2 separate regions of the Anas platyrhynchos genome follow, and region 1 is linked to region 2. A link is a contact called in public Hi-C data. All regions are on one chromosome and are shown on one strand. The core of a region is the stretch at or near the end of the contact, and the rest is flanking DNA. Distances in the headings are between cores, read along the strand shown. Region 1 overlaps NAV2 (neuron navigator 2). Region 2 overlaps NAV2 (neuron navigator 2).

Region 1 (4,235 bases), core at 472-2,971, 94 kb before region 2:
ATCAAACCCCACATCTTCAGGACGCAGCTGTAGCAGAGGAGGCCACTCATGGTGCTGTGGGGTGGCCGCCCAGGGGTACGTGTCCATTACCCATTTGGCAGGATCCTCCCAGGGAGCTCTCCTCCCATACAACTGAAAAAGTGCAAAAGCATCTTTTAAAGCATTCCTGTTCATTTATCATTTTATTCTGTGCTTACCTAACCAAAATGAATGTGCCTTGATTCTTTGACTGCAGATAACATTTGCAAGTAAGGTTGAACAAAACCAAATGAGATTTGCATCCCCCTAATGACAACATTTTAATTATTTTTGAGGGCAAGTGATTTGGAAGAGGCTAACCACCTCCTTTGAGGCTGCAATGCCCTTTTGTGGGTACCGTTTAATGAAAGGGAGATGCGAAAATAACCTCAATTTGGACAGGTGTTTTCTTTCTTTCTTTATTCTTCTCTTTTTTTTTTTTTTAAAAAAAAAAAAAAAAAAAAAAAAAAAAAAACTTGAATAAAAGTAAATACAGGAAAGAGGCTGTTAACGTTCACATCCAGGCTGCAACAGGAGACAGCTTATCTGTTTGCTGTTGCTGTGAAACTGCAGTCAAAAGAATGCACAGGAGGAAATGTAATGCCTGTTATCAAGCAATAGTGATGGATGGATGTCAAAGCATAAGTTTTTGAAGCCAAGGGAATTTCTTTGTACTCAACCAAGAAAATGCACCAACAGAATTTGACTGCATTCTTATTTCAAGTAAGTGTGCTCTATTTCCAAAACTTTTCTTGTGTTACTGAATCTATACATATCTTTCTCGTTACGTTCAGCTGTTTGCCTTAATTAGCTAATAAATTCCTTTTAATGTCCCATGACTTTCAAAAGCATAAATAAAACTTTAAGTGACTTCAAACTTCTGCTTTATAATTTTCTGGCCTAAGCATCCTTCCGCAACTGGAGTTCATTACCGGCGCTTTGTCACTTGAATTCAGAGACCTCTCTTTCCTGTACAATGCACATGGGGAAAAAGCAGCGGTATAACAAAGAAATTTGTCATCTCTTTCATGGATTTAAGGCTATCTTGTTTTCTTCATCAGTGTTTCTTCCTCCCCACATTCCCATCCTATTATCCTGCCCATTGCCAAACAGGAATAGTTAGGGCAAACTTGAGGTTTCCAGTGCTGTTCCTCACATTGCCATAAATCACTGAACGTTCTTGCAGCATGCAAACTAATTCTTCCAGTGCAAACAGGCCCCCAAAATGCTGCATCCAAACAGAATGCAAGAGACCGACTTCATCTGGATGCATGTTTAATTAATCCAAATCTGCTCTTCCTGCATGGCAGCAGAGGGTTTCCACAGATATATACCAGGCAAGCGTGTATGAATGGCATTTCGTCAGAGACTCCTAAGCAATATTAGGATAAAAACAGCTTTCATTATAAGTGATGTCACGTAGTTACCAGCCTAAACCTTTCTCTGAAAATTTGGCTGCGTTAATTTGCACATGCTAAACAAAGTCTTTTATCTGTTCTATTAGAGCCTTCCTGTAAGAGTTACATGAAGCTTATATTCCGGTGAAACTCAGACATGAATGCAGACTTACTAATAGATGGCAGTCAAATGCCATACGGAAATCACAAGGTACTGAACACTTTCTGGAACAGCACTAAAGCAGGCAGAGCACAGAGCAGGCGTGCCCAGCAGGTGGTGCTAGGCAGTCTTACACATGGCTTTATGCTACAAAAAAAACTTGTCTGCGTCCTTGAGCTGTATTGCATTATTTTCCCAACATAATGTCTTCAAGCTGTGGTAAGCCAGATCGCATATTTTAGTCTTGTTCTCAAATCTACGGCAAGTCGTGATGGCAGAGAATTTTATATTTTCCACACGTCCGTGCTGCCTAGAAGGTCTGTGTGGTTCCTAGATCATTTCTGAAAATTAGGATGTCAAATCCCCATTGCAGGATACAAAATCATGATGTATCTTCAGCAGATGAAAGATCGAATTACCAGCTTACCATTCCCATCCACAGCAACCAGTCCTGCCCCTTTCATATGAATGCTTTCTAGACATAGAAGGTGCAATTAAGGAGTAAGAACCTAACAGGTTGGTCCACAAAGCACCACACAGAAACCACTGGAGTACGAGTGATGGCATCAGGAAGCCACAGAGACTTTAGACCTTCTTTTTGTTGGTGCTCCATTCCATATCAATATACCGAGCAGGAAGAACAATGGGTTTTTAAAACCCTGTAAATTTCAAATCCCTGTTTTGAAGAACCAAAAACTCAGCGGCTCCAATGGGAGCAATTATTCTAAGGATCCTTTTGGCTCTCTTGTTTTTGACCCAAAATAGTCCTCTAAATGAGAAACAGAAACATAAAAATAGTTCAGTTTAGATCCAGAGAGATCAGAGTGAAATCAGCAGTCCACCCTTTCTTTCTGGCAGGCAATTTCAGATGGGAAGATGTGTTCTCAAAGGAGCCTTTGTGGGTGTGGGGACAGAAAACAGCCAAAAATGAAATACACATTTCTAGTATTAGCTTGTTAATTAGTACAACTCTGGCTGCAATTTGAGTACTCATGTTTTATTCTCATCAACAGACTCAACAAAAGAGAATTCTAAAGCAAACGAGGAAATTATTTAAAACGAAATGAATTAGTGGAATATGGGGAAATTGGATTGGAGCAGATACAGAATCTAAAGCAAAAAGTGAGAAACTGGAATGCTTACACTTCAAATGCAATCCATTCAAATAACATAAAGATGCAGATAACAGGCAAAACGAGGAAGCAAAACCAGGGTTTTATCAATTGTTATGCTTTCTCATCCTTTCTGTTATTAATGTTTCAATGCTTTCCATACCTCCTGATCAGCTGATAAAAGACATTCAAAACACAATAGAACATGCTCGAGCATCCCATTTCAGGAGGAAACAAGAACCCTGTCTTCTCACTTGTTTTAGGTCAAAAAGATTATTAGCTCCCTTTACCTTCCTTTGTGGGGACCCTATACAGGAATTATGTAAAATAGTTCTTCTCTTCTGTTCTATTTCTACCTCTGTTTCTCCTTGTGCAATCTGAAAACCTGACATCTAAGTACCTACCACAATCATCTCAAGGAAAATGAAGTCTCCAGGTACTGTCAGAATTCAAATGGTAAACACAGTTTGTACAGATTCTTACTAAAACTAGTTGTACAATTCATGTATTTAGTAGTTATTAGGAGCCACTAGTAAAAACTGAAATTTCTATGACAAGGCTGTTTTTTCGCACTCTCTCTGTTAACATCTATAAACCTCTACTGTCGAGATAGTAAATGAAACTCCAGGTGTTTCTTAAGTGGACAAGCTTTTTTTTTTTCTCTCTTTTTTTTTTTTTTTTCCTTTTAAGCACATTTTCAAACTTGTGTGTCTTCTCCTCATTATTGTTTCATTTTCTGCAGAGTACTCCCATCCAAACAAGAGCTGAACCTCAAATACAGAAACTGTATTGAATAGAAAAGAAATAGTATTTTTCAAAAGAAAACTTTCACACTTTTCTAACAGATCTTCCTGACAAGTCGTCCCCATGAATACTGTAAAGGTGACCCCTAAGCAGCCCCAGAATGGAGAAAACTGTTATTCACAAACCCCAAATTACTATTCTGTGCCATGACTGCTTCTCTCAAGGAGCTTGTAACTTCTTGGGAGTTCTTTCATGTTTCAGAAAGATTTTGGGCTCAGAGACATACATGGTAGAGAACCTATTATTTCTGTAGTAAAATTTCCTAACTATTAATTACTCTTACTAATAACAAACTGTGTCTTGCTCATAGTTTGAATTTTTCTAGTGCAAACTTGTCAAACAGCCAGTAAATGTTCTTCCCCCACTTAAACAGAAGGCTTCCAAAGATCAAAACTGTTTCATCTTCCTATTAAATAAACTGAATAGTTTGAACTTCTCATTTCACTGTAAAATGCTTTCTGTATCTTAAATTATAACTATTGCCTTTTTCTGAACCCTTTTAACTTTTAAATCTTTTTTTTTTTTAAACATAGAGAAGTACTTCCCTCTTCCTACTTCTATGAGCTTTTAAGTTATACCCCTAAAATGGCATTTGTCCTCTTACCAAAACACAAGCTTCTGATACATCACCATAATTTACTATTCTCCACTTATCTTCAGCCCTTTTCAACTTTCCAGACTCTCACTGTCATCCACCTTTTTATTTCTCTACATGTGATCTTGCATTTAGCTCTACTGCAAAAC
Region 2 (4,102 bases), core at 315-2,814:
CAGGCCTCTGAACCACCAAGATGATTTCTAGCTCAGCTTTTGTGAGATAAAGCCACCCTACAGTGGCCTGCTCTCCCTTTTAATTTCCCTTCATCTATATTCCATGTTCATTTGCTTGTAGTGCTTGCAGAAAGATCCCTATGGAGCATAAAGGCTTGAATAAACAAGAAGGAATGAAAATCCCATGAGCATCATGCACACAAACACATTATGCGGTTGTGGAAACAGGGGTCTGTAATGGGAACGTATCAGCCTCAAAGCATCAAACAAATGGGGAGATTAGTGAAATGGTGAAAAGGCTGGGCTACAATGTTCTCTCACCCACAACAGCAGCTGCACCTGAGGGAGGTCAGGGCAAGGAGAATTTCATAGGGCCCCTTAGCATCGTGTGCAGGCTGAGCCCTTCTGTCCTCAGCTAATAGCTGAAGGAACAGTTCACTGCTAGCCTTAATAAGTGAGGTATCAGAGCTGCTAAGTAACATTTCTAAACGCAACACACTCAGAAGAGTTATTTTAAATGGTCTGTGCACCAGCCTTAGCAGCTGAATCAGACAAACCTAATGTTTCTATTTTTCAGAAAACTGAACCAGACTTGAGGCCTCCCTCATCCTCCAGACTGCAGCTTCGTACCACGTACCTCCAACGTGCTGTCAGCAGCAGCTCTTTTGCCCCTCAAGGCAACAGCGAGGCCTTCCCCAAGGCAGATGCTGCCTCCAGGTACGTGTGCAGGACTGCTCACATCCCCTCTGCCTCCAAGTGCGGGCCCTAGGGTACTTGAGCTGTAAAACTAACACATCTATGTTTTTCTGGAAACGACGTTTCCATACAAAATTGTTTTGACAAGCGCTGTTTGCCAACCACAAGCCATTTCCTGAGAAAACGTGTGAAAAGCAATAATCAATATATCCACTCTGTTAATACTGCAGAGAAATCTGCACTTTAGGGTAAAGAAAGCAAGGTCAGAGGATTAATTAAATTAAAAGAAAACAATTTTAAAAGGCGTTTCTGACCAACAGCTCTGTTGTTCCATTCCAAGGACAGATAAAAAGGAAACAAACCCTGTATCTCATTAGAGACAACAGAGGGGAAAAAAGACAGAACACATATTGAAGTAGCTACTGGGAGATTGCAGTGGACAAAACCTTCTGAACCAACCCCCCAGAAAGGACTGAGTTAAACTCTCCACCTGGAATGAGTGTTTAACTGTCTGAAGTGGGCAGGTGAAACAGTCCTGGGCTTTGTGCTTTCCCTTTCTGATGAGGCTAGGGAGCCCCGAGATCAGCCTGCTGCAGAACCAAGCAAGGTGCGTGCTTACTTCCCTCCTTGCACAAATGCTAGTCCTGTTGCTTTGCCATTCTGTCCATATTTTAGCTTCTAAATTAAGACCGCGTCTCACCTTTGATCCACCACCTAAAGACCTTCTTAGTTTTAAGAGAGATTTTCTGCCTGTTTGGAAAAGATACTCTTTCGAACCCTATGAAATCAACCCTAATGTATGCCAGAGCTCTGCTTGAGCAGACTTACTAAAGGAGGCCAAATGAAACTTCCCATGACCCAGTACATTTCAGAGAAAGCATCAGGATTATAGGGCTAAAATAGTTTATCTTGGCTATTGGATTTATTTTGGCTGTAACAAATATTTTGGCTTCCTTCCCTATCAGTTTGCCAATGAAAACACAGATCCAAGGTTTTCAGACTACAGCACTGAAGCAATTCTGAAAATGACAAAGTGAAACATATACCAGCTAATAAAGAGCTATTCATGATATAAATGCCCTCTTGTGCTGTTTTCTGCATACTGTAACTCAGCTTCTGAAAATATTGGACATGTTTGCCCTAACACTGATCTCAGAGATTCATTCCACAGCAAGTCACACTGATGCTTTCTTCACGAGCAGCCTCTCTGATTTTGAAGTGGTGTATTTTTCCTCTCCCACAAAGACACAGTGCTACCCTATTTTTATTACCATGGATAACCTGAAGATAACTCATGGAACAGGCTACCAAAACATCTGTTTATACCGCATAATTCAGCATTATTAGGTGTCAGTGAGATTCACCACAGGTAACGCCCTCACCTTTTAGACAGAAAGTTTATCTCTCTCAATTGATTTGGGGATTATATCCAACGCTGTTATTGCAATTCAATCCTGCAGTAGTCCCTTGTCAAGAAACGTGCACATACGATTACTCTCCACAGACAATCTAACCCCAGCGTTTTGAGGCTGCTTTTAGGAATGCTCCCTATAAATGCTCACCAGTGCAACAATGAGAAGCTCTCCAAACTGCCCAAACTTCAAGCACTACTGACAATCTGAAAATGAAGCTGAGTCTTTCTGACTATGGATTGACCTGTAATACAGATTTTGCCCTTGGAACTTAGTCAGTGATTACAATAACGGTCTATAAATAAATAAACTAACCCACATTATCTAGCAGCATAGGCTTTTGCAGCTGAAGGCAACAGCTATTGAAAAGAAAAATGTATTTGTACACACAGCCATTCTTGTCCTGAGAACTTGACATTGAGATTATTGTTTATCAATCTGTGGCTAGTTGTATAGGTCAAAAGTGGAAAATTATCTACCCTCTTCAAAAACTAGTGGGAAATGAAGTACTCTGATTCATATTCTTTCTCTATCAGTTAAAGATGTTCTAATGTTTAAAGCAAGGGGTGAGTTGCTTTTGAGCATGACTGTTCTGCTAAATGTTATATTCACCAACTGTTGGCATTTAACGCTCTGCTTTGATACATTGCTTCAGTGACAGAGGTACTAACTGGCAGAAACATTTTATTACGTTATGAGTCCCTTATAACCTGAATCTAAATCATTCTTGTATTTGCAGACTTTGTAGACTTCCATTTTATACTCTACAGAATGACCAAGTAGTCACAGAAAAGGAAATGATAGACAGAGACGAGTGAAGCCGCAGATTTCTCTGGAAATATCATTCATAACAGCTTTCTTATTATTCCCTTTCCCTCAACCTGGAATCTGAACTTTATACACTGACTGAAGTGTCGGTCTTGACTGGGGCTCCTATAGCATATGAACAGCAGATGCCCGAGATGACACAATTCTTCCAGGGATGCTTCTTCGTTCATCCTTGGTGTTTTACAGAAACCATGTAGCTACTCAGAATTTATTTGCATTTTGAGACCAAAATTACAGCCACAAGTTTGAATAAAACTCACACACCAGAGGAACAGCAATCGCTGTTACTACAATAAACATCACAAAACTCAGGTTGATTCATTTTATAAAAACAAACCATTTTAGCTATACAATGTGTTATTAATGTAGTAACAGTTACAGCAGCAGTGAAATAGATTTTTTTTTTCACTGGCTTCTGTACTATATGCTTCTTGAAATAAGAACTAAAAACTGAGTCTGACTTTTCAATTTGAAAACATTGACAGATTCAGAAAGGACAGAATGCAGGCAGGTTTCTGGTTGCTTCCCACTTAAATTAGTGCCAATGAAGCAGCTGCATTCCAGCTTTCTGTTTCAAGAAGAGGCACTAAGTCTTCCAAATAAGCCAATGCAACAGTCAGTGGCACTTCAGAAAAGAAAAGCATGCAAGGTGGCTAGAGAGGGAAAAGGCTACCACAAAAGTAAATATGCCATCTACACCTCCAAGATAATTTTTAAATTTAGCGTAATGCTGTATTTAACCTAAGAAATAATAACTAAACTTCCTAGAATTAATTGAATACTGACTTTGGACCAAAGAACAAATGCTTTTTTTCCAGTCAAATCAAACATTAAATGTTGTCATAAAACCTTGATAATAATTTTCTCAGTTCATACTTCTGCACATTCACTTGCTCATTAGACTATTTTGCATGTACACCTTTTTTTGCTCTATTTTACCCTACATAACGAGGTATATACTGATTTCAGTCGCATGAACTCTCTCCTTAAATGTTCTGTCAGCAAAAGGATCCAGTGAGTGAAGAAAATGCCTCACTCTCTCCATCTTGTGGTTGTAAATGAGCGTTGCAACATGTGTCATACTTTGCACAATGACCCTGGTTCGGGAAAACAATTATGTGCACATACTTATATATAGGAGTATTATATATAATTTTAAACATACA

Evidence for each region. A called contact is a pair of places that touch in the nucleus more often than the background predicts.
Region 1: a contact with region 2 is called in a Hi-C map of F5 follicle, with 3 times the contacts expected there. The contact joins two enhancer-like sites. A contact is called at or near these places in 4 of 8 Hi-C or Micro-C datasets (F5 follicle, liver, skeletal muscle and 1 more).

The regions. Positions count from the first base shown.
Region 1 is chr5:54,715,982-54,720,216 of IASCAAS_PekinDuck_T2T, reverse strand. It overlaps NAV2 (neuron navigator 2), which reads right to left. Exons shown (of 42, transcript XM_072039124.1): 41 at 1-132. Among named protein-coding and RNA genes, the nearest start is that of PRMT3, 13 kb to the left of the region's middle. Within about 2 kb of position 1,721, at least 2 of the 8 cell types and tissues checked have an H3K27ac peak or open chromatin away from gene starts, as enhancers often do.
Region 2 is chr5:54,622,058-54,626,159 of IASCAAS_PekinDuck_T2T, reverse strand. All of the region lies in intron 14 of NAV2 (neuron navigator 2), which reads right to left. Among named protein-coding and RNA genes, the nearest start is that of PRMT3, 110 kb to the left of the region's middle. Within about 2 kb of position 1,564, at least 3 of the 8 cell types and tissues checked have an H3K27ac peak or open chromatin away from gene starts, as enhancers often do.